Linked DNA regions of Mus musculus: regions 1, 2, 4, 5, 6 and 7 are each linked to region 3. The links are chromatin contacts, called in public Hi-C and promoter capture Hi-C maps. All regions are on one chromosome and are shown on one strand. Each heading gives the region's core, a stretch centred on a gene start, on an enhancer-like site or on the middle of the called end of the contact. The rest is flanking DNA. Distances are from core to core; before and after follow the strand shown.

What was found. Promoter capture Hi-C pulls out the DNA fragments that hold promoters and counts their contacts. A called contact is a pair of places that touch in the nucleus more often than the background predicts. Capture Hi-C pulls out chosen DNA fragments and counts their contacts.
Region 1: a promoter capture Hi-C map of pre-B cells shows a contact between it and region 3. The contact joins the promoter of Tex10 here to the promoter of Nipsnap3b in region 3. A contact is called at or near these places in 2 of 39 promoter capture datasets (cranial neural crest and pre-B cells).
Region 2: a Hi-C map of regulatory T cells shows a contact between it and region 3, with 5 times the contacts expected there. The contact joins the promoter of Abitram here to the promoter of Nipsnap3b in region 3. A contact is called at or near these places in 1 of 39 promoter capture datasets (cranial neural crest) and 2 of 484 Hi-C or Micro-C datasets (CD4 T cells and regulatory T cells).
Region 4: a contact with region 3 is called in a promoter capture Hi-C map of pre-B cells. The contact joins the promoter of Rnf20 here to the promoter of Nipsnap3b in region 3. A contact is called at or near these places in 8 of 39 promoter capture datasets (the C10 cell line, cranial neural crest, frontonasal cranial neural crest and 5 more) and 6 of 484 Hi-C or Micro-C datasets (B cells, CD4 T cells, Th1 cells and 3 more).
Region 5: a contact with region 3 is called in a promoter capture Hi-C map of pre-B cells. The contact joins the promoter of Zfp189 here to the promoter of Nipsnap3b in region 3. A contact is called at or near these places in 6 of 39 promoter capture datasets (the C10 cell line, cranial neural crest, frontonasal cranial neural crest and 3 more) and 7 of 484 Hi-C or Micro-C datasets (CD4 T cells, LSK cells, the MNK3 cell line and 4 more).
Region 6: a contact with region 3 is called in a promoter capture Hi-C map of second pharyngeal arch cranial neural crest. The contact joins the enhancer-like site here to the promoter of Nipsnap3b in region 3. A contact is called at or near these places in 5 of 39 promoter capture datasets (cranial neural crest, frontonasal cranial neural crest, maxillary cranial neural crest and 2 more) and 6 of 484 Hi-C or Micro-C datasets (3T3-L1-derived adipocytes, the N1E-115 cell line, cerebral cortex and 2 more).
Region 7: a contact with region 3 is called in a promoter capture Hi-C map of pancreatic islet. The contact joins the promoter of Txn1 here to the promoter of Nipsnap3b in region 3. A contact is called at or near these places in 2 of 484 Hi-C or Micro-C datasets (CD4 T cells and regulatory T cells) and 1 of 9 other capture datasets (pancreatic islet).

Annotation. Positions count from the first base shown.
Region 1 is chr4:48,472,002-48,475,717 of GRCm38.p6, reverse strand. It overlaps Tex10 (testis expressed gene 10), which reads left to right and starts at 2,255. Exons shown (of 15, transcript NM_001355740.1): 1 at 2,255-2,452.
Region 2 is chr4:56,800,984-56,804,325 of GRCm38.p6, reverse strand. It overlaps Abitram (actin binding transcription modulator), which reads right to left and starts at 1,997. Exons shown (of 6, transcript NM_001081420.1): 1 at 1,600-1,997; 2 at 679-730; 3 at 43-172. The coding sequence starts at 1,714. Elp1 (elongator complex protein 1) reads left to right here and starts at 1,995. Exons shown (of 37, transcript NM_026079.3): 1 at 1,995-2,167.
Region 3 is chr4:53,010,317-53,013,589 of GRCm38.p6, reverse strand. It overlaps Nipsnap3b (nipsnap homolog 3B), which reads right to left and starts at 1,710. Exons shown (of 6, transcript NM_025623.3): 1 at 1,543-1,710. The coding sequence starts at 1,602.
Region 4 is chr4:49,630,153-49,633,599 of GRCm38.p6, reverse strand. It overlaps Rnf20 (ring finger protein 20), which reads right to left and starts at 1,540. Exons shown (of 21, transcript NM_182999.2): 1 at 1,389-1,540; 2 at 1,088-1,235; 3 at 190-346. The coding sequence starts at 318. Gm45952 (predicted gene, 45952) reads left to right here and starts at 1,648. Exons shown (of 2, transcript NR_168526.1): 1 at 1,648-1,745; 2 at 2,737-2,942.
Region 5 is chr4:49,519,473-49,522,936 of GRCm38.p6, reverse strand. Zfp189 (zinc finger protein 189) reads right to left here and starts at 1,761. Exons shown (of 3, transcript NM_145547.3): 1 at 1,342-1,761; 2 at 455-539. The coding sequence starts at 1,374. It overlaps Mrpl50 (mitochondrial ribosomal protein L50), which reads left to right and starts at 1,854. Exons shown (of 2, transcript NM_178603.4): 1 at 1,854-1,975. The coding sequence starts at 1,884.
Region 6 is chr4:49,700,468-49,703,987 of GRCm38.p6, reverse strand. Grin3a (glutamate receptor ionotropic, NMDA3A) reads left to right here. Exons shown (of 9, transcript NM_001033351.2): 6 at 1,118-1,269. Among named protein-coding and RNA genes, the nearest start is that of Ppp3r2, 20 kb to the right of the region's middle. Within about 2 kb of position 2,082, at least 2 of the 459 cell types and tissues checked have an H3K27ac peak or open chromatin away from gene starts, as enhancers often do. A contact at or near this core is called in second pharyngeal arch cranial neural crest, where this site is marked.
Region 7 is chr4:57,954,965-57,958,351 of GRCm38.p6, reverse strand. It overlaps Txn1 (thioredoxin 1), which reads left to right and starts at 1,941. Exons shown (of 5, transcript NM_011660.3): 1 at 1,941-2,165. The coding sequence starts at 2,142. It overlaps Gm35344 (a long non-coding RNA gene), which reads right to left and starts at 1,909. Exons shown (of 3, transcript XR_881303.3): 1 at 840-1,909.

The sequences.
Region 1 (3,716 bases), core at 1,006-3,505, 4.5 Mb after region 3:
CCCACCAGCCTTTCCTTCTAACCAAAACTACTTCTTATTGCTTATTCAGTCTGAACTTATCAATGGTAAGCTAATTAAATCATCCATGGAGTTAGCGTCAATCACCTCTCAATGGTGTGGTTAGCTGGGGACCAACTTCAAATCCAAAGAACACTACCCATATTTAAAGACTAGATTTCTTATAAACATTTCTGGGGGTTTAATTTTGCTCTGCATTCCTTCAGGGTAAATATTGCCCATTGTTCGAAAGTGACTGCTTTTTTTTTTTCCCACACCATTAATATTTATATTAGCCACACACAAAGCCACCAGGCCTGCTTTTCTCTGAGTCTATAATCTCTGTTCTACACCAAAATAGGAAACAAAAGAACTATGGCTGAACATTACCAAATAGCATGTGTTTTGTTGATATTTATTGTGGGCCTACTATGCTCCATACACTATTTTAGGTATTTAGGATATAGACTGAACCAAACAGAGGTGCAACATGAAACATATATTTTAGTGGTGAGTGAGGGGGACAGGTAGTAAGCGGTATGTAAATTATACAGTACATTAGAAGGTGGTACACCCTAAGAAAGAAAAATGTTGAGCAGAGGAAGGAAATGTCTATATGTAGGACAATATGTTATGATTTTTAATTCAGGCCACCAGGATAGGCATACCTTGAAGGTAGAAGATGTTTGAGCAAATTCAAGTGAGGGAAATTTGTCCAGTGGATTTACTGGGTTGTGTACTTCAGGCAGATAGGAATATAAAGAAAAGGTCTAACTAGAAAGATAAAGGGGTACACGTCTCTTGTATTTAAGGAGAGCAAAGAAGTGAAGGTCACAGGAACAGAGAGAAAAGGGAACATAGCAAAACAGTGCTCAGAGGACTGCAAAGGACTGTTCCAATATGGTAGGATTTGAGGCCATCAGAAGGACTCTAGATTTGGGGGGGTAAGTGACATGGGGAACCACCGAAGAGTTTTATAGTGACATGCTTTGCCATATATAAAAAAATATTCCGAGAACTGCTCTGCAAATGTTAGACTGTATGGGGTCTAAGATGGAGAGAAATGTGTTCCCGGCTCTTTCCTCTGATCGGGGTGATGTGGACCTTGAAGGTAGCCAGGGAGATGGTGATTAATAGTGGAAGTCAGAGCCAGCTGGTTTTTCTCCTGGGTTAGAAGCCACATGGTCTCAGAAAGATGCCAGCTTTTAAGGTTTGGCTTGAGTAACTGGCAGGATGGGATGCTATTTAAGGTGAAGAGGTTGTAGGAAAATATTTCAGAATGGATGTGCAGAGTTATCTTTTAGTCCTTGTTGATACTGAGATAGATATACATTGCAAAGCTGAAGGGAGAAGTTCTGAATAAGCTGGTAGCATTTTGGAGTTTAGGGGGCATATCTAGGTGGCATAAGCCTTTATAATTTTTTTTTTATTTTATAGTTTTACATATAATGTCATCAACTCCCAAGGCAGGTGCGGTGGGGGAGGGGAGGTTGTCTGTGTGGTGGCTTTTTGGCTTTATTCTTTATTCATTAACACAGAGGAGGTGTGACCTTAATTCTGATGCTTGGGTCTCCTGAATTTAGTTATTATCGTTTTATCCCTACTTCGTATATTGAACCTCAATATAAGGTATTAGGCTTTTCTAGTTCTTATATGTAGGAAGCTGCAAAGACAAATTTGACTCTAGGCTGACACTCTATCTGTATGCTTTTCCTTATATGTGGCTAAGTCAATCTTTAGATGGTTTTGTTTTCAAGATTTCTTTCTTCACATCTTCTTTGTAGGCATTTTAATGTCTCAAATTTCTCTAAATCCACTTACTTTGATTAGTAGAAGTTAATTATATGCTGAAAATGTTGAATTGGGGAAAACCCTGTCCTAGGTTTCCGGGACTCTGCCACAAGGTATAGTTTGTAACCTCTTAGCATTTGTCTATTTGCCTTTAGTCCAGGTTACCCTTCCCAGAAATGCTATCTTTGCTGTCCGAAACTTTTTCCTTCCTCAATTAAGCTCAGTTTATACTTTTCTCTAGCTCCAGGTTTGAAGAACTGAAGTCCTTGGGGGGAGAAGACCGCCTTTCAAGCTGTAACCAGCCAACATCCTCCAAGCCAAGGATGCTGGAAGACCTGACTCGGCTTGCTGGACCCTAGACCCTCCTCTCTTTCCTCCAGCTTCCGGCGCAGCCCCTCTTAGAGGGGGCGTGGCGTGCAAATCTGGACCCGCCCTCCGGCTGCGCGCGATTGCGACCTGCGGTCACGTGAGCGCGGCGAGGGAGGGCCCCCACTTCCGGGCGGCGGAAGGAGACGCGTCCGCGTGAGGACGAGGCGATTTGAAAACACGCTCTGGGAGCGAGCGGAAAGCCTGCGGCCGGCGGTTCACGGCGTGCTCCTGCGGGGCTTGACGGTCGCTCGCTCTCCGCCGCGTCTCCGCGTTCCGGGTCCGTCCGGGCTCTCAGGTGAGCGGCGTCTGTCTGTCCTGCACGGCTCTTCTGGGGCGCGGACACGCGAGGCCCAGGCGGAGGGACGGACTGTGGCGGCGGGTAGGGCGGCCGGGGTCCTAGCTGTCCCCCCACCCCGAGCGTGAGAGCCGGCCGAGGGGCTTCCGAAACGCCTCAAGCGGCCGCGGTCCGATTCGGAGGCTCGGCGGGTGTTAGGCCGGCGTGTGGGGGTCGGGCCAGAGACTCCACTCGACGTCCACTGAGGTATAGGAACCATGGTTTTTCTTTGGGAAAAAAAAAAAAAAAGACAAACGGAGTTTCCATTTTTGGTGTGCGAGCTCGAAAACGGGCGGGCGGATCTGATCGCTGCCCTCCTCCCCCTCCCCTTGACGGAGGACCCTCTCTTTCTGCCCCCTCGAATTTGGGGAACTTTGGAGACGCGAAGGGTTGGAGAGAATCACCGTAGGCCAACTGCTGCAATGCTTACTTTCTCTCCTTGATTTCTTCCTTTCTTTTGGAGAGCGGGAATAGTTGGAAATAAGGAGGAAAGGTAATGGGCTGGCCGCAGGGCAAACTACTTGGGAGTCTGCTTAAGTTGCAGTCTTTCTTCCGCTCAGGTTAGCATTAAGACTGACCTGCAGCAGGCATGTGTATGTGTATGTGTATGTGTATGTGAGTTTTCAAGCTTACCAAAAAGGTGATCAAGTCCAGTGAGAGCTCAGGCTCCGAGGCTGGAGTTAGCTTCCTTGTACTATCTACTGCTGTAAAAGTGGTCTAGTCTAGTAGAGCTATTTGACTTCCAGTGTTACGAAAATCTTTAAATGGAAATAATAGCAGCATCTAATGGAACTTTAACCAAGTTCCTAGTGGGAAAAAAATTGTCAGTATGTTTCTGTAAATAATTGTCGAGATTTAAAAGTTATTAGCCCTCATAATTTTCCTAGCAGACTGATGAGAGTGTACTTGAAGTGATACGGCACAACTTACTGAGAATGAGGTCTGATGTAGATTGCTAGAGACAGACCGACCGACCCATCATCACACGTGAAAGAGTGCCTAGAGGATAATGCAAGATGTCACAGGGTCAATTTTTCTTTCTTGTGAACCGTTTTCTTTTATCTCTGGAAACACTACTGATAAAATTGTAAGAAAAAACTTACAGAGTATGCTTGCTTAATAGGTAAAAACCAGCTTTGTATTAAAAGGGATGAGTCCCGGGGCTTTCTGGGTGTGTGAGGCTTGTATGTTTGGTAGGTGTTGGTCCTGAGGCTGACTAACACAT
Region 2 (3,342 bases), core at 748-3,247, 3.8 Mb before region 3:
ATCACAGGAGAAAAGAAAAATCACAGAATTACAGAAACATACCCGCTTAAATTTCCCAGATACTTTGTTCTCAAGTCTGCTGCAATTGTTACTGATCTGATAGGAAATCCTTTGAATGGCTTTGCCACTTTGAAGAACTGGATGGGATCCTGCCAGTGTGATGACACAGATTCTACAAGGAGAGAAACAGTCAGTCCTGTGTTAAGGCATGGTCAGAACCCTCCTCCTGTAACACACATCCTCCTGCTGAGAGATGACTATCCACACTGACCTCCATCTAGTCCGATTATCTCCTTCTCTTTGCTGAGACTGGAGCCTAAGTGTAGCACGGGGAGCTTAATAACAAGAGGAGAAAGGAGAGTTGAATCTCCTTCCCGGGAAGGGAAAAGTACCACAAGACTTTAGTAAGCGGGGATAGCAGAGAAGCAAGGCAAGACTGTGTACACAGAGCATGACATATGCCTCCACAAGGAACCATTCCTTAGGTCCAGCAGTACAGTGGTTGGTGCAGGTTGGCCAAACAGTATATGACTGAACAAGACTTGCCAACACACTCCTATAACACCGTTTCAACACCACAGAAGACAGTTTCATGAATGCTCATACCCGACCCAAGACCGCACCAGGCTAGCTACCAGAAGGAAAGTGTTGATAGTTTAAGATTCCCGGTTTGCTTACCGGTTGGAGTGCTGGAGTATACAGTGGTCCTCACAGGGTTTTCCTTTAACATCTAGAGGAATAAATGAGTCGCAGGTTGTTGAACTGGCATTTACCACGTGATTACCTCCTTTGGTTCATGAAGATTGTTCATTGCGAAGCTGAGCACAGTGGGCAAAGTAAATAAAGGCTATGAAGTATTTTAAGTGGCCTAATTTACATAGAATCCTTTACTCAGTGTTAAGGCAGGTAACATTCTTAGCTCCTCCATCTTGTCACTTTAAAATGAGTACACCTAGAGAAACACTATTATAAGCGCCACATTGCTGACATTATGGTGGTGTTTTGTGAGGCTGTCTTGATGGTATGCAAAAATCACACGTTTTTTTTTAAATTCAGTCCTAAAGAGAATTTAGGATGCTTATCCTAAATATTATATGTGGGTCTACCGGTTTCCCTGAATTTAAAAAGGCTAAAATAGAGGCTAGAGGAGGATCCCCAAAGGTGGTATCGGTATTTTCTTGGCAGAACGAACACCAGAGAAGCCTATTTCAAACGTCCAGTGGACAATATGCACAGTTTCTTCTTAACACTAGATACTGCTTCCTTAACATTTCTTAATTTTTCTCTCCATGCCTAAGGTTTCTTCCCGGTTCGGCGTAGGATTGATCCCTCCAAGCACACCAACCCTTAGTAGTGTGGGGAAAGCCCAGATAGACCAACGCGGAGTTCCTTAGTTTAGTTCACGTCCTTTCCTGCAAACAACCCACACATGGCGCTGCGGTTCCCACGAAGGAAAGCGCCTATTTTAGCTCTTCATCAGCGCAAATCTGTATTCCTGGGACTAGGATGCTCAGGGAAGAGCACGGGTGGCTTGCATCGCGTGGCAGAAGTGCCTGCACCCGTGCGGTAAAGCGGAGCTCACCACCATCCCGCACTTACCCGCTTTATACCAGCGAGTGAAGTATCGATCCACAAGGGAGGGTGGCGGGGCTTCGGTAGCTATGACTACCTCTGGTGGCGCCAGCTTGGCTTCGGGGCAGCGGAGCTCTTCCATCCCTCTAGTCCAGGAGCGTAGTTCCGGCGCGTGGGAGCCGGTTGGTGTCGTGCGCACGCGCGCGACTCCCCGGCTGGCGGCCAAACTCCCTCCCCGACCCCAGTCACCTGTGATCCTGGGCCAAAGCCCAACTGTGGGGCAAAAACAACCGGGTGTCAAAGAGCTGAGGGACAGCAGACAGCAAGGTCCTGCCTCTGCCGGGTGAGGGCTCCCCGATCCCCTGGACCCTCTGAGCACCCTCGAGCTCCTGAGGAGGCGCGTCTGGCCACACCCACCCGGTGACGTCACTCAGCGCGCCTCGCGGGTGACGCCACGTCCGCGCCGCCTTTCTGGTGCTACCTGGCGTGTTTCGCCCTTCAGTGGATCGTGTTTCTCGTCTCCCGTGTGCATCGGCGGTTCCTTTCCAAACCCAGTGCGCCGTGAGGGCTCGGAGCCGCCTCGAGGGCGTCGTAGGTGAGCATTCGCCCGTCCCAGTCCGAGCCGCTGTGTGCGGCCTGGTCTTGCTGTCCAGGGCTGTTCTGGTGCAGGGGAGATGCACGCGCTTCTGCCTGCGCGCGCCGGCGGGCCGGGCGTGGACCTCTTCTTTCTTCGAGTTTCGGATGCTTTCTGTACACGTTTTCCCCGGGGCCGTCTTGGGGCGCTGCGAGGGATGAGGGTCCGGTACCCCAATTGCGGGTTTCCTTGTAGCGTGTAGATAAAACCTCTACCAGCTTGTCGTGGAAGGTGATAGGTAAATAGAGGCCTCTGTGCTGTGCTGCGGGTCCCTTCTCGCTCGCATTTGGGACTTTTCTATGAAGTAGTGTATCTCGTGCTTCCCTACCTGGTGTACCTAAGCCGGGATTTCTGTGATGGCTGTGATTTTATAGTCTTTTGTCTTTAGGGCCTAACATTTGGCAAGGTTTTGTTGTAAGTCACATAACGGATCTTAGGTATTGTGTAAAGGATTCGTTTGCGTATTGAGAACCATGATATATAACCAGCAAATATCTCGATGTGTAAGTGAAAGAAAAAGAGACAAAGACAAATTTTAGTTTGTGGAAACAGAGATGACAATAAGTCCCAAGCCAGGATGAGCTATTATTTGATAAGAGATCAGCAGGTTCTCTGTTTTTCAGGTTGCATTTCATATGCTTGTAAGGGTCAGCTTATGATAATATCAGGATTGATTTTAATGTGAGTTTAATGTTTAGTTTGGTCTTGTTCATTTACAAGGTATATAGGTTTATCTAATCTTCCCTTTAGTGAGCTACCAAGCCTGAAGGTAGGGGAGAAAGTGGATCAATGGTCAGAATTTTGGGACATGATCAAAGTTGTATGAAAGCACCTCTTAGAACATGTGTGGGTGGAGTCAAGGGAGGTGCAGTTGGAGGTGCCAAAGGAAGGCTGTTAGCAGATTATGATCCTAGAAACATTTGGAAGATGTTTCCTAACTTTGAAAGCATTGAGAAAACTACAGGACTGTGTAACTCCAAAAAGTTAAATGAGTGAGCAGTGTCAGAATGACAATTTAGAGAAGTCGGTTTTCATGCTAAAAGAATTGGGGCATTAGAGAGATTAATGAGTTTGCCTTTTTACCAAGTGACCATGGAGGCCAGAAGAAGGCATGGGGTTCCCTGGAATTGGAGTTA
Region 3 (3,273 bases), core at 461-2,960:
GAGTTATGTTTCTATTGTCTCAAATAACTAAGCTTCCTATAAAACACACTGCAGGTGTTCCTGGGTGTGGCAGGAATGCTTTTTTTTTGTTTATAATCACACTCTAAATAACTGCTTCATACTTGTAGTTTAAAATATATAATAAAAGCTGGAGAGTTGGCTCAGTGGTTGACTGCACTTGTTGCTCTTGCAGAACCCAGGTTCCACTTCCAGTACCCATTCAGGCTCTCAATGGTTTGTAACTCCAGTCCCAGAGAAGCCATTGTCTTCTGACCTCCTCAAACACCAGGCATGTACACGGTGCACAAACACAGAAAAATAATCTAAACTTGTAAAAACTTACCAGATCAAAAAGGAAACATGGCAGACTTATAACAATCTTTTAGAATGATTCGAGGAATTTGTATTGATAGAACAGAAATAAATTATTGATCAAAGATACTTTTACTATAATCTTTCACACAGAAAATATGCATTAAAGAAATCTGTATTGAAAGGTGTTTGTTAAGGGGTGAGGTAATTTTCTGTTGCAGGGCTGGGACAAACAGTGCCAGGGTAGAAATCTGCTTGCTCCTATCTCCAAATTAGAGCTTTTTGTCAACCATACTAGGAAGACAGAGAGGACAGCGGCCATATGAATACTATGCTCTTTAGTGTTCGACACAAAGTCTGTCTCTAGACAGCTCTTAATGCTCTTCCTAAACAAAGTAAGTCAAGAACTTCGGTGTTCAAGTCACAAATAGCCCTGGGTCAACAGCTGAGGCTGGTAGGTGTCCTCCTTTTTATGAAAGTCCCATCTCAGGCACAACCAGTTTCAGCAGGCTCCAAAGCCATGCTCCCCTTAAGATCTCCAGACCCTGAGTTGCAGGGCGGGATGCTCCCAGGTTTACCCTGAACTCCATAAAGCCTGGCTTTTGAACCAGGCAGGAACTGTAAACCCTCAATGAGTGGCAGTCACGATGGTGATGACTGCAAGAACACAATGCTCAGGGCTTCGGGGACACCCGGTGTCAAGGAAAGGTCTCTGTCCATTGTCCAGGGAGGCAACCTGACAAGTGGGTTCACCCTGGACTCACGAAATATTGGGTACCGATTGAACCGGGCATTGGCTGGACCGACCAGGGGTCTACTCACGCTCCAGACCCCACCCACTTCACAGTGTTGCTGGTTCCTGCCCCACAAACCCACCTACCTCCGAAGGACAACTCTCACTGCAGACCCCGCCCACCTCCCGGCACTGCCCCTTAGAGCAAGGCCCCGCCCACCCCCGGCCTCCACTAGGCAGGCTCCGCCCAGTTCCCAGAATACGGCCCGTTCTCCGCACTGCAGACCCGCCCACCTCGCAGCGTCGTCATCACGCGCACCACGAACCCCGCCCACCTCCCAAGGCTGCTCGTGCCCGACACACGCCCCGCCCACCTCCCTAGGCTAAGCTCGCTCTCCCCACAGACCGCACCCACCTCCCTGATCCCCGTTTCTACACCACCTAAGGACAGTTCCACCTCCCTGCGCGGGATTCTCGCACGCCCCCGCGGCCCCTACCTGAGGCGTCAGAACCCGCGGGGCCAGCGCTGTCCTTAGGCCGCTTCGGAGCGCGAGCATGGTGCGGTCCTGAGCGCGCAGGAAGACCGCCGCCGGGCGCTCGGATACGCGCTCTCCTCGCTTCCTGGTGCGCGGGCCAACTTCGATTGGGTCCCTGCTGGACTGGGCGTGGCTCGGCGGCGTGGCTCCGCCCTTCCCCGCAGGCGCAAGAGGCTCAGAGGGTGCGGACACAAAGCAGTCCGCGGTTCTGTTCCCCATCCCGGGGCATTACCTCTTCTGTATGGTTCTAACACTCCAGAATGTAGGGCGTGGCGTGGATGCTTCTTGGGGTGGGGTGAACTTGTAGCAACCATCAGCGAGCCTTCTCCTGTATCACAGAGTATTCTGCATCCCCATTGCAACTCCAAACCCCATCCCCAGCATGGCCTGGGAGTCTCCGAACAAAGATGGGATAATTTTCCTGGAACCCAGAAGAGTGGGTCCGAGGGCCTGAGAGTCACAGGTGAAGATTGAAATAATTTTGTGTGATGCGAAAGCTGACCTCTGACGGCCTCTGATTTTTGGCCCTCAGAAAAACTTCAATTACAATTTATATTTTTCTAGCGCGTGTTTGTGTTCTCTGTGAAGCATATTCTAGGTTTCATGACTTTCCAACTAAGATTTAGAAACCATTTTTAAATACACTGCTTTCATTGGGTCCACTGTTCACAAACATTAAATAGCTAAATAATCGCAATGATTTCCCTGAAAATCGCCTCTTGGCCAATTTACTAATGTACACTAAGCTATATTATTTACTGGTCATCAGAGATTAAAACCGTTTTAGCGTCATAAACTTGGAAATCCTGTTAGCCTTTAAACTCCTAACGATTTTATGCTTAGCAAATACACATAGCTCTAAAAACAAGTTACACTGAACAAATATCATCAAACTATAGAGGTAAGTTATTGAAAAACAGGCGTGCTTCTTTAGGTATTAAATGGCAATTTAAGGTGTACGTAAGACATTCCAAGCGGTGGTGAACATGAAAGGGATTTTTGATGTATTTGCAACAACTTAACTAGAATATGACATCTATGCCTTTTATTAACTAAATCGTCACAAGTCCTGATAGTATTGTCCTTTGTTCCGTCCTTTTATGAACAATGAAGGTAAGATACAGCTTTTAGCATCCAAGTAGCCAGAAGCTTTGGGTGCAGTCAGTAGACTGCTTTGGAGTATGCACACACCTCTGGTCTACAGGGTAAGGTCTCAGAGAAACCTGGGACCAACGGCTAACAGGGCTGTCTTAACATTAAAAACACACACTGGCCTGGCTCCTTAGCACTTCTCATCCCAAATCCTTTAAACCACCCCAGCCCCGAGCTTCACTGCCCTCCCCCCACCTCCCCTTTCCTATAGAACCTCAGCTATCTTGGCTAGATGCTATCTTGTTTGGTTCTCCTCTTGGCTTCTCTCTTTGTCCCCTTGCCTTCTCTCTCCCGCCCCCTCATTTCTTCCCCCCTGTCTCTTCTCCCCTCTCATGGCCCCGTCTATTCTGCCGGCAATGCTCAGCCTGGACCCTTCCGGATGCCTTGGGCTGTTCTCTCCCTCAGACCCACAATAAAAACTTTCTCCTTAACCATACCAGGAGTGGTCATGTTCTCGTTTCCATTTCAAAGAGAACATATCTATTGAATTGCTGACATTATGTTATGAGCACATAATGCTCTAGAGTGCATATCCATTGA
Region 4 (3,447 bases), core at 291-2,790, 3.4 Mb after region 3:
CAGCTTGCAAATACAGATCAAACATAAATTAATACACCTCACTTCAAGAACTGACCACCACATCAATTCATCTATTTCCCTCTTCTTTGCTAATGCTTATCTCTTAATTCAAGAAGCTTCCATAAATTTCTACTTTCAGGAACAACTGACAGAAGCCAAGCACACTTTTGCAGCCTCGTTTTCTCGTACCGTTGAAGAGACACCTCCTAACTTAATTGTTTCCACGGTGGTCCCTGAATCTTCAACAGCTGTCTTCTTCTCTGGAGGCATAGATGTGCCCGGCTCTCCAGCTGCTCTTTTATTTCCAATTCCTGACATCTTGGTATAAGATGACAGTTATATTTTTCTGAATGAAAAAACAGAAACAAAAATAGAAAACATGAACTGAATCAAGATAAGCAGACATGCCACAATATAAAGTACCTGTATATAAAAACTAGTAATTTTTTTCAGGCCAACTCTTTAACCTAAATCAAATAATTCTACGACAAAACCCATCAACCCTAAATCAAGAGAGAAGGGGGAGGGGAACTGTTGAGGAATGGGATTGACAGGATTATAAATTTCTACACAAGATGCTAATAACAAATAAAATTCTACTCAAATAATAGAGAAGCTATGAATAAATTTCAGGATTCTCACTTCCTGAGATGCCAAAAACAAAAAACTAAAAGAAGGAGAGTTTATTTATGACAGAGGTTAAGGTTAAAGTATTAGGAGACTTGGGGCAAGAGACGTGGGAAACATTAGCTAAGTCATTAATCCTATACAAGTCAGTTATCTCTGAATCTCGGTTTCCTAAACGAAGGACAACAACATGTTGCTAGACTTACTGCAACAAATGGATGGCATAGTTATAGAAACAACTTAGCATAATGTCAGATGAACACTAAGCACCCAGAAATGCAAGCGTTCTCTTTGCAGAGCCTTGTAAACGCTCCCTGAGCAGTTAGTTCTCCAGATGTCAGACGTAGGTGAGCACCCCAGCGCTTCCTTTGGGGAGCCGGGCTGCCTTTAGAGACCGAACCTGCCAACAATCCCCGTTTCTTTATCTGTTCAGACGGGATGCTCTTTCAGTATTTCCTACCTGACTCTGGTTCCGAAACTCACAAGGAGGTGGAATGGATGCTAGATGGCGAGCACCGCGGCCATCAGGGGTCTACATCCAGCCGGCTTCCGATCCAAACTCCGGGACGAGGCGTCAATGGCAAGCAGCAATCTGGGTTGGACCTCGCCTGCAAAGAGAGGAGACGGGAGCTGAGGAGAGAGCGCAGCTTGACTGGAGAGCGCTGGCCGCTGGCTCCGGCGTGGCTAACTACAGGCCGGGAAGATGGGACCCGAGAGTCCTCGCCGCTCACGGCCCGGGAGCAGCAGACGACAGAGCAAACCTGGGCTCTGGCAACTCCCGCCGCAGGGAGCGCGCGGCTCCCAGCGCTTCTTCACGAAGGCCCGAGAGGGACTCCAAGGGATTCACTTGGGATCCGCTGCGAGAGGGACTGAGCTCCACGGAGGCGGAGGCACGGAGAGGAAGTAGGGAAAAGGAAAAGGAAGTTGCTTCAACTTTACCCGAGGCACGGCGAGGAGAGGGCGGAAGTGACGTGTGGGAGACCGCCAGGCGGAAGTGACGCGTGAGGAGGGGGCGCAGTCAGTTCTGCGTGTGCGCTGCCGCCTCTGTGTTGGGATGGGCGGGGACTGTTTCAGACTCCAGTCCCAAAGTGACCGGTCTCTTCAACGCGAAGCATTGTGTACGGTTTTTTTGTTTTTTGTTTTCTTTTTTTTAAGGTCCATTATTATTACTGACGGAAAGCGTTTTGTTTATGTTTTGTGTTGGGGGGGCGGTCCTATCTCATCCAAGCTGCTAATTGGTTGATGGTCCTGTCCATCTCCCAAAGGGCAAGCGCCCTTACCTGAGGTGTGGGTGGAGCACTCTTTAAAGAGATGAAATAGCCTGCGTAAAACTCAAGGAATTTGACCGATTTCTAGTTCTGTGTAGTTTCCTTAAAGGGGATTCCAGCACGGCGATGGTAGCACTCGCCTTTAATCCCAGCACTCAGGAGGTAGAAGCGGGCTGATTCCTCTGAGTTCAAGGCTAGCCTGGTCTACAAAGCGAGTTCTCGTACAGCCGGAGCTACACAGAGAAACCATGTCTTGAAAAACCAAAATAAATAAGCACATAAATACATACATACTATGCATAGAAACCCTGCCTCAAAATAAATAAATACTACACAGAGAAACTCCTGTCTGGGAAGGCCAAAATAAATAAGCGGGGTCTCTATTTAGCACTACCTGCAAATGACACTCAGCTGGAGAACTTTAGTCTCTTGTAGGGTTAAAAAGTCACCTTCGCCGGGCGGTGGTGGCGCATGCCTTTAATCCCAGCACTTGGGAGGCAGAGGCAGGCAGATTTCTGAGTTCAAGGCCAGCATAGTCTACAGAGTGAGTTCCAGGACAGCCAGAGCTACGCAGAGAAACCCTGTCTCAAAAACCAAAAATAAAAAATAAAAAAAAAAATAAAGCCACCTTCATCCCATCCCATCTTCCCCCTATGGATTCTCATCACAGGTTTGGAAACTACTGCTTTAGTGTTTGGAGAGGATAAGATACTGACCAGAGACACTGGGGATGGGGGGGGGGGGGTCGGGGGGGGGGAGGAGGGTGTTAATTAAGAACAAGTCAATTAGTCTGTAATCTCAGTACCCGTCTTAATATGATTTTTTTTTAATGTGTGCATAGGTGTTCGAGTGCCCACATGTAAAGCTCAGAGGACAACTTTTGGAGCTAGGTCGTACTTCGAAGGCTCGGGTCTCAAGGGCTGAACTCGGGGTGACAAGCACCTTTACCCACTAAACCATCTTGCCAGGCCAGTACCAGGATGTTTAAAATTTATTGAGCGTTGATATTTTTTTTACGTTAGAAATAAACTACATCATTCAATTTTACTAAATGCATTTTAATGATAAAAAGGCAATCGATCTAATCTGCCCTTGAAAAGCAGTGTGGCTTCTGAAATTGTGGCAAATTAACCAATGACAGCAGATAAAGGCACAGGGATGTAAGAATGGCTGCTATACCCTTTTTAAAAAATACATGTAAATATGTTTGGAGGAAAACCTAACCCACACCGAATTTCTGGCAGTAGAAAGAATTTGGGTGTTCTTGTACTTGATTAGTCTTACCTGTGCATGAGACAAGAAGGTTGTATTAGTCAGGGTTCTCTAGAGTCACAGAACTTATGGGTAGTCTCTAGTAAGGGAATTTGTTGGTGACTTATAGTCTGCAGTCCAACTCCCCAACAATGGTCAGCAGCAGTTGTGAATGGAAGTCCAAGGATCTAGCAGTTGCTCAGTTCCACAAGGCAAGCAGGCAAAGAGTGAATCTTCCTTCTTTCAGTGTCCCGATGTAGGCCTCCAGCAGAAAGTGTGTCCCAGATTAAAGGTGTGGTGT
Region 5 (3,464 bases), core at 512-3,011, 3.5 Mb after region 3:
GAGAACACTTAACTTCTGCCTCCCAGTCCTGAGACAAAGCAAGAGGAAGGAGGACCCGGGAGAATGAGCAGCCCCCACTTGAAGGTCTGCCAGAGAAGTGGTGTGCTCGGCTCTGTGCCAGCTTTCAGTGTAGGCCGGAGCGGTAAGGAACACTGTGTGATGAGCAGCCCAGGCTCCAGAAGGCAGAGTGAAAAGAGGGTGGGAGGAGAGCCGTGGGAAGATGAACCGGGAAGGAAAGTACAGAGCCAACAGAGCCGTCTGGGAATGAGATTCTGAAGCTGCCAAAGCCAGCCTTTGCTAACAAGGAAGCGAGGGAGACCAGAGTTGTAGAAAGATCCGAATCAGAAGGTTGGGACAAAATAGTGCTGGTGTCAGTTACACTGCTTGACGCATTCTGGGTTTAAGTGTTAGTACCTTATTAGATATTTTAGTTAGAAAAAGCGTGCATTCTTACCCAGCGAGACCAGCTTTCCGTAGCTGTCCATCATGACATCTTTATACAGGCTTCTCGGAGCTGGATCCAGATAACCCCACTCCTCCTGAGTAAGAAACATAGCCATAGCCTCAAATGTCAGCCACTGCTGGAATTGTTTTCTCTCTGTAGTCAGTTCCAGTGGTCTCTCCACTGAAAGTGGGAGAAGTTATTGTCACTTTACCATGCTCCCATTCACTAGGAGGAACACGGTAAGTAAGAGTTCCAAAAGGTGCTCAATTCATGGCACCTCACACTGAAAAGGATCTGGACTGGTCTAGATCCACGCCTTCCAAACTGAAGGTCTTCTCTGCTTTCGTTATTACACACTAATACCACGACTGTTTTTAGTTAACAGCCTTAAGACCACCCCAACGTTCCCTGGCCTCACTGTTCGCCCCAAGCTTCTACCCACACCAGCTTGGGACCCAATTCGACGCAGTTCCATTAGGTTTTCTAAACACTCACCTTGAGTTCAGACATTGTGCTAGCTGCAGAGGACAGACGAGATTTAAAAAAAAAAAAGAAGAAAAGAAAGAAAAAAGTGCCTCACCTGAGAAACTCATAAATGAGATCTAACTTGGAGCAGTCTTAATTTTCCCCAGCCGATTTATCAAGTTACTCTTGAAAAAAAGAAAAAAAGAAAGAAAGGAAAAAAGAAAAAGGGGCCTTGGGGAGTTTGTAAGTGAACTAAAAGCACCTTGCAGCAAGGGGTATGTCCCGCAGCAAGGGGTACACAGGAGTTGACTGGGGTCCTTTCTTAAGAGTTGTAGAAATGGCCAGGAGGGGGACAGGGGAAGAGGTGATGGCGCGGCCTTGCTGTCTTGGGAGTGGCGAAATAACGGAGATCTCTTGAAAGGGCAACTCACCTTTGGCTCCAGCGGTGGGCTTGGGGACGCCATCGCCTCGTTCAGGAATAGCAGCCACACGACATTGGGGCTCTGATGAGGCCTAGATGGCTGTTGGAAATAAGGCTCGGCGAGAAGGGGCTCACCGGATGGGTCTGGTGTGGTCCTGCCTCTGTCTCGGAGCGGTCAAGTTCCTAGGGGCATATCAGACGTTCTGTCTGGCTGTCCTCCAACCCCAAACCCAGTCCTCTGTCCCGCTGCCTAGCCTTAGGGTCTCCCTGTAATATCTCCTCCTTGTTGCCAATTCCTCCGCCTCAAAGTCAAGCTGCACTACTACCGACCACCCCCGGACCAGAAGGCGTTACCCGGAGCCTTCGCGGAACCGCTCCAACTACAACTCCCAACATGCCCAGGGAGCGAGCCACCGCCTTCTTCCGTAAATGGCAAGCGAACTACATTTCCCGGAATGCATAGGTCTGGGCAACGTCAGGGGCCGCTGAAGTAAGCTCTCATCTGATTGGCTGAGTCGGGCACGTCTGGCGCTCTTGGGTTGCTTGTCGAGAATGGCGGCGCTGATCGTGTCTCGGTTAGCAAGAAGAGGCTGGCTGTGGAAGCTTCCCTTGGCAACACGTAGAGAATTTTGGTCTCGATCCAGGTAAATCTGAGTGTTTCTCAATGGTCTAAGTTCCACGTAAGTAATCAGAAGCGGAGGGGACGAGTTCAGAGGGTTAAGATGGGACCCTGGTCCTGAGCCTTCAGGAGTTAGCGTGGAGTAGGGATCCGAGCTAAAAGCTTACGTTTCTGCGATTGGCAGGACCGCTTCTAACGGCAACACGGTGCGCTTTCCCAGATTTCACTGATGCATACAACAAATAGTTTCTAAATGCCTTCCGTGTCTCTAAGTGTGTACCCAGCAGTACTCTCTTTCCCACGCTTTAGTTCCACACGGGAGGGAACTGAGGCCCACTGAAGAGAAGCACGCACATGGTGGATCCAGAAGCCCCGTGACTTAACTGCTTATCCACAGTTTTCCTCACTGCATCCTGTGGGATCTATGTATATTACTTAGATAATATTTAGGGCCTGAAAATTTAACCGCTGGGACCTCAGAGAACAACGAACGTATTAAGTTAGAAGTTTGAATCCTCACCCCATGTATTAACTCTAACCTTTCCCTGGTTAGTGTCAGATGTCCCAAGTTCATTTCTTTTTTTTTTCACTCAACAGATATTTTAGTGTTTACTATATGATAAATATTAAAGATAAAGTGGTTAATTAGACCAAATCTTTGTCCTCATAGGAGAAGGGGGGCAGTTGGTGATAAACTGTTCATTTTTCAGGTAACCGTTCTTTAAGGTGTAAATGGATGTAGTGATGTATATTCACATAGAGGAGAGATTTCAGCAGTCAGGCCAATCCCACCTTTTTACATCCCTTTTTGCGTTCTGTTTGTTTGTTTTGTTTATTGTCAATCATCATAGCTCTGTGTTAGAATTTTAAATCTTGAAGCATAATTTCTTCCATGTTTTTCTTGCTCATGATTGCTGCAGCTATTCGTAATTTAAGATTGCTCTTTATGTCTTTGGGAAAAGCCATTCGATTTTTTTGAGTTAAGTATTTAAGTAGTGCAGACATGGAACAGTCATTGAACATGGACTGTCTCTTCATTTATATGTGTGTTTTCTGTTTCTTTCATGGATGGTTTAGAGTTTTAGAGTATAGATCTTTAACCTGCTTGGTTATTTTTTCCTAAATATTTTTTTCCTGCTGTTATAAACAAACCAGATTTCTTGATCATTTGGGGGGGGGTGATTTATTATTTCTCTAGAGAAACCACTGATTTTATTGAGGATTTATTTTATTTATGTCCATATGTGTATGTATAAATATATGTGTGCTGATACTCTCGGAGGACAGAAGAGGGCGTCAGATCCCCTGAGTTTGGTGTTACAAGAGATTGTGAGCTAGCAGCCTGAGGTGGGTGCTGAGGACTGCACTCTGGAAGAGCAGCGAGTTCTCTTAACTTCTGAGCTCAAAGCTCTCCAGCCCTCGACTTCTGACTCTTTATTAAATGTCTCTGATTGCTATTGACTGGCGGAGGCTTTGTATTCTTTCTTGGTTTAGGGTTATATGTACCTGGGATC
Region 6 (3,520 bases), core at 833-3,332, 3.3 Mb after region 3:
TATTTATATTAATCCTAGATATTCTTGTATGCCCTTCTGTCTCCTGGTTGTCAAAATAGACTCTTTTTCTATTTCTTCCCCCATGTATATGGAATGAAAACTCTGATACCATGAGCCAAAGTATATAACTTCTCCATCAACTAACCCTCTCTAGAAGTGCCTTCACATACACACCCAATGGTGTACTTTCCTAGTCTCCTAGGCACTGCTCAGTCCAATCAAGTTGACAATTAAGATTCACCATCACATGCAGTTTCACTGGGAAAGATGGCTAGGGAATCCCAGACCTGGGGGGGGGGACGGGGGGACGGGGGGACGGGGGGGACTCAGAGACTGCTTCTTTTTTTTTAGATATTTTCTTTATATACATTTCAAATGCTATCCCGAAAGTTCCCTATATTCTCCCCCCCCCCCGCCCTGCTCCCCTACCCACCCACTCCCGCTTCTTGGCCCTGGTGTTTCCCTGTACTGAGGCATATAAAGTTTGCAAGACCAAGGGGGTCTCTCCTCCCACTGATGGCCGACTAGGCCATCTTCTGCTACATATGCAGCTAGAGACACGAGCTCTGGGGGTACTGGTTAGTTCATATTGTTGTTCCACCTATATGGTTGCAGACCCCTTCAGCTCCTTGGGTGCTTTCTCTAGCTTCTCTGGGGGCCCTGTGTTCCATCTTATAGATGACTGTGAGCATTCACTACTGTATTTGCCAGGCACTGGCATAGCCTCATACGAGACAGCTATAACAGGGTCCCTTCAACAAAATATCTTTCTGGCATATGCAATAGTGTCTGGATTTGATGGCTGATTATGGGATGGATCCCCGTGTTGGGTAGTCTCTGGATAGTCCATCCTTTCGTCTTAGCTCCAAACTTTCAGAGACTGCTTCAAAAAAAAAAAAACAAAAAAAAAAAAACCAAAACAGAAAATAAGGGCAGACTCATTGCATCTTCTCAGAGATCTGGCTGATTCGAGGGGCATTCTGTGGAGCCCTTTTGGGGAAATGTAATACAGACTCACCATGCCCTTGCTACCATATCCAGAGGCAATATCATACAAGGATGGTGGCACCTCTCAGACCAGCATGAAGAACTCATATGCGGTTGCATTTTCTTCTAGGCTATGGCATTGGTCTCCCTCCCAACTCTCCGTTGACCTCTAACATATCTGAGCTCATCAGTCAGTACAAGTCTCATGGGTTTATGGATGTGCTTCATGACAAGTGGTACAAGGTGGTTCCCTGCGGAAAGAGAAGCTTTGCTGTCACTGAGGTAAGGAGAGATGATGCTGATGATGCTAAGGAAAGATGCTGATGCTGATGATGCTGGTGCTTTGTATAGCTCCCCCTTGGAAACCACAAGACACACCTTCAGTTTTACTCTCTGATCAACAATGTACCAACATACTCCATGACATTTGGATTTGATTGAAAAGTGTCCATTCCTATAGTACTGGTCAGTGATACAAGTTTTAGATTTAAATGTGATTTTATTCTGATGGATTAAAAAAAATCTAAATTTCCACTTCTGTTCTATAAACTATCCTGAGAAATCTGTTAAGTATGAAAGAAATGTTTACAAATTATAGCAAGAATTTCTGGGACTAACCTAAATACTGTTTGCTTTAACCGTTGATGGTTTTGCTGTGAATTTCACATCATACCTTAAAGTCTAACTCAAAACACTGTCAGTTTTAAATCTATCCACACCTTGACTAGTAATTGTCAGATTAAAGCACAATAACTTTTCAGAGCAGAAAACAATAGCACTGCTTTTATTGTTCAGCCAGAGTTCCTATGTGCCTGGGCTAAGGCACACAAATAGTCAAAATTTTCTTCCGGTTGAAATATTGCGTCGTTATGGTGTAATTAAAAAGGAGTTTGCAAAATAGAGCACAATTTGGATGATTAAAATAGGAGACTGGAAAGTGTAACTAGTGCCATAGCCCAAATACTCTAAAGGGAAGAGCCAAATAAACAAGTACAAGGCCATCCTGACATTAAAAAGGAAGAAGAAAACACATCTAAAGCCAATAATTGCTCAAATAGCCTCTATTTGGCAAGAATTCCCAACAGGATGCAGCTCTGCCTGCCTGTTTGACATCTCCTCTTGAATATCCTACAGGCATCTCAGATTTCACTTGTCAGAAGTCTAAGCCGCAGTGTTCCCTCTTTGCTTGCTTTTCCTCCTGGGCTTTGCAGTCTTGGCGGTGGTACTTCTGCGCACCTACCCATACATTCAGACTGCCACAGGTGCTCACACCTCTCTTGTCCACCTTTTCCAATCACCAACAAGCCGAATCTTCTACAAATTAGGCCTCAGATAATAGCCGTCTATTGTCAACTCCAGTGTCCCCGCTCTGTCCAAGCTGTCATCCCTCACCTGGCTCACTACAGACGTCTGCTAAGAGGTCTGTTTTGCACCTGCCTTCCTTTAGTTGCCTTCCACTCATTCTTCTGTTTGTCAGCCATGTTCTCTGGGACAAAATCTGAAATGGCTGAAACGGCGACATGCCCTGTGATACCTGGCCTTGATCACTTCTCAGTGCCCTCTTGGGCCACTCTCTGGTTCATCCCAGCTGTGCCATGTTTCTCATAGAATGAAGATAAATCCATGGGTTCCCTGCCTTGGATTCCCTAAACTTGCAATTGTCTCTTCCCTCTCAAATGCTCTTCTCCACTGGCATTTGCTCAGCTAATGCCTTCATATTACAAAGCCCCAGCGAAGGAACTGCAGATGTAGTTCAGTATGGTACAGTACCTGCCTAGCATGTCCAAGGCCTTTGATTTGATCCCAATGCTACAAAATAAATAAATAAATAAATAAATAAATAAATAAACCGAAGAGTCAACAGAACAAACTCACAGCTAGTATCTCTCTTTTCGAATCCCAACAGAAGCTGACCAATATAAATCAACCTCCTTTTATGATCTCATATATCTCATATTACTTAATAGCACTCAGTAATAACATAAACATTACGGCCTTAAACATAATTTTAATCAGAGTATTTTAATGCATCTCTTCTTAATGTATATTAAACTATAAGAACTCTAGGGAAAAAAAGAAAAACCTGTCTTAAATTTCCAGTGCCTCCAAATAAAGTAGACACTCGAGAAGTCACGTAGATAAATCAGAAAAACTAGACAATGTACCTGAAAAGAAACACGGTCAATAGAAACTCACAGAGACTGTGGCAGTGTGTGCACAGCCTGCACCAGTTTAAGACAGATGGGGTCCCAATGCTGAGAGGGGTGTGGACACAAGTCCCCATCCCTGACCAAGAAGCTATTTCTGATTCACTACAGCTTGCAAAGAAAAAATTATTTCCCCCTAATTGAGTCTCCCTGGGTATATAAACCATACTTAAGGGTGGGTCCCATGGCCAGAAGTGGATGGGAAACATTGAAGGAACTCAATGATGTTTTTGTAGACTTTGTCTCATATTGCTTTGTTTGGGCATTTTTATCTTACGGTTCTTTTGCTTGTATATAATGGTTTGCTATTTTATGTTGTTAGGATG
Region 7 (3,387 bases), core at 692-3,191, 4.9 Mb before region 3:
TACTCAAGACTAACACCTGTTTTATAGTCGCCCCATCCACCCCAGCTCTCTGCCCTCGTCTCAGACAGATGCCGTTCAGTATAACAGCCTGTCGCTGTTCACGTGGTCGGTTCACAGGGTGCTAAGCAGTGGACACATTTCTCAGCTCGTTACACATACAGTATTGTAACTCAAACCTTCAGCATACGGTGGTATTATTTTCATTTCGCAAGGGAACCTGGGGCACAGAAAAGCTAAATAAACTGCCCTAGAGAGACAGAGCTACTTAAGTGGGGATGCAGACAGGAGAGCTGGCAGAGCTGTGAAGAATCTTAACACTCACTCTAACCTCCCAGTTCTTCATTCTCTTATTGTCGATATCCCCCACATTTACCCATGTGTATTGGTACTGTACAGGTGCCAGGGAGTCATGCCTTCCTAGCAGAATCAGTGGACATCTGAGGGTCTGTGGAGAGGTGCCAGCTAAGGGAGGAACCCTTCCAAGTTCTACAGGTCAGTGTTTGACTACCAAAAAGCCAGAAACCTGGAATGTAGCTGGACTGAAAAGACCCGACAGCTGCAAAGAGAATTAATAGATTCTGCTCATCTGCCTGGGGTTCCTCTCTGCCTCAGCTGTCCTAAAGGGAAGGCTACTGCCTTTGGGGCAGCATCCACCCGCAGTCTAGGGCTATGTTCAGAACACTCCCTCTTGTCTACATCCTCACTCATTACTTGAATTCCTCAGCCCTTCAAAAACATCGCACAACTGGTTCTGGTATTTTAAATGTTTTGAACAAGGGAAGCCAGTGGGTAGGGGTAGGGTGGCTGAGACACAGTTTCATTAGCCTCCCGTGCTTCACCTCGATGTAGATTTATCTAGATCGGCTCTCCAAATGCAGGCTTGGTGAGTTCCTCCCAGGATGCTGGCTCTGTCCAGTCTCCACCTCAGCTGCTTCACCAGAACATACAGCGGCACTCTTGGGGCTGCACAAAGCCACCTTAAGAATCTTAGCTTCTTCCACCATGCCCTGTCCTCCTGAACATCACCTCAGTTATCATTGAAGAAGACTCTTCCTGGCGTCCTCTCCCAAGGCGGAAAAATCTCCTCAAAGCCTATACTGTCATTGTAAATACAAGGCAGCCAAACTCAGCAAGGCCCCACAAGGCACCACGCAAGCTTAATTAGCGCTCGCGATGACTATAATTAGAATAATTCATTGAGTGCTTCCTTATGGGCCAAACGCTGTCCTCAGTCAGTTTTCAAGCCCTTAAATCCTTCAAGACAATGCTGGGAGCTAGACTATCCGATCTCTATCATGCCTACATGTGCATGGGGCACAGAACAGGGCTCTAAACGGCTCTGTGCCTCTCCCAGTAGCAGGTTCACCTGTTAAAGTTAAGGAATAGGAGAGAGAGAGGAGAAAGAAGCGGCAAAGAACTACCCAGAAAGTTGGCGAGGACGCGCACTGAGACACTTCCTGGTCATCGTTACTCAGCACTTTGAGTCGAACTGCAGCATGGCCGCCCTAGTCTAAGGATACACCTCTGCCTGGGCAGTCCTAGGGACTGTCCCCAGCCCCAATCTGGAAGTATCTGACTTAGGTCTAGTTTGGGGCATGGGCAGTGTGATTACAGAAGGACTCTACGGTGTGAGAGAGGACCGTGATCTACCCCGGCGCTGTTCGCTGTTAAAGTGCCCTTGAGGCAGCTGGAAGTTGGCTCTTAGGGGTAGCTGCCGCGCGGCGTCTGGAGCCTGGAAAAACCCGAAGCTGCTCCAGGAGCCTGTGCTAGCTCCGCCCCTTATAAACTAAGGTTCTTGTTCGGCAGCTTAGAGTGGGGCGGGGAAGCCAGGAGTGAGGCCAGCGCTAGGACAGTCCCCAGGCTGCACTAGTAGCCGACTCTGGCTCCGCCCCCTGGAAAACCGCCCCACCTCTTGGGGGCGTGGTCTAGGCGCGGCCTGCCCAGGCGCCTTGGCGGACGCGGGAGGCGGGAAGCGCGTCCCCGCCGCGCGTGCCCGTCCGCCCCGCCCTGCTGCGCTCCGCCCTATTTCTATAAAGAGAAGGCGGGCGCCGCACTCGGTTGCAAGCTCCGTTGGGCGCCTTGGATCCATTTCCATCTGGTTCTGCTGAGACGCGTGTGGCTCCCTCCCCGCAACAGCCAAAATGGTGAAGCTGATCGAGAGCAAGGTACGCATGCCCGGGCGCCGCGCACATCCCGCGGTGCTGAAGAGGACACTCTCGGTGTCCCCGCGGGCTTAGCGGCCCAGGGCCTGTGTGCGCCCTCGGCGGTGGAGCATGCCCTGGGGGAGGGGACGAGGGGACCCTGGAACGCCGGGTACGGGAGATGCACTCGTGGGCAGCACCTGAGTCCCCGGAGCTGCACTCCCTACCGCCAGCCCAAATCTGGCGGAGGTGAAGAGATGGACCGGGGTCCTCCTGTGACACTCCCCCCTTCCCGTGCCCCAACTGAATCAGGATTTAGGATCTCTAGGAAAAGATGGAGAGCCGCCACTTCTCGAGTACGCGGTGCCACACGCCGCGCGGGTGTGTTGTACTGCTGGGCTCGGCCTTAGTTTCCCTCCATCAGTGACCTGCCGCCTAGAGGACACAGGCCAGGTCGGTGCATGAGGGTGGGTCTCGGGTCCCAGTTAAGTACCCTCGGATCGGTACCCCAGGTGACTACTAAGGAGAAAGGTCCAGGCCGCGCCCGAGAGACTCCTCCTCCTGCGTCGCAGGGCGTGTTTCCGGCAGCTCTGGCTTTGGAATGACTCAGTCCCCAAAGTCTGGCCCCGGGGCCTCGCAACCTTAAGGTTTCAGTGATTGACCCTCCATAAGTGGGCTTTGCTGGAACCAGGGCTCTCCCCCAGGGAGTAGTCAAGTACAAAGTCCTGCCCTTTGGGAAAAGAAAAATAATACCCAAGGGAAAAACTGTTACCATATTCGAAAGTTACTGAGAACCAAAATATCCTCCAGATTGGGAAACCCAGAGCCTGTTACACTGTAACTATTCGGGGAATATTTATAAAATGAAAAGTGAAAGGAGGTTGGGGGTGGAAATTGATGTGTGAAAGACTGGCTCACCCTTAAACTAGGAAATCCGTGGAAGACAGGTCCGCGCCCTCCAGTTTTGAGCACCTGGTTGGGTCTCAGTACAAAAGTTGGCTCACCCACTACCAGCCATATTAGTCCCAGCACCCAGTTGGATCCTTATCTGTTTAAACTGACCTACTTATGGAACCTTTGCCATTCCAATAGGAGCGGTGTACATTGGTGCCAGGAAACCAGTTACTCGGAAAAAGCTTGGGCCCCAAAAGCCTGCTACCAAGGCTCTGATCGGAGTCGCCCAGAATCAGAAGTTAAACTGAATACACATAAATTTCATGTGATGGGCTTAAGTTGATTAATTAAA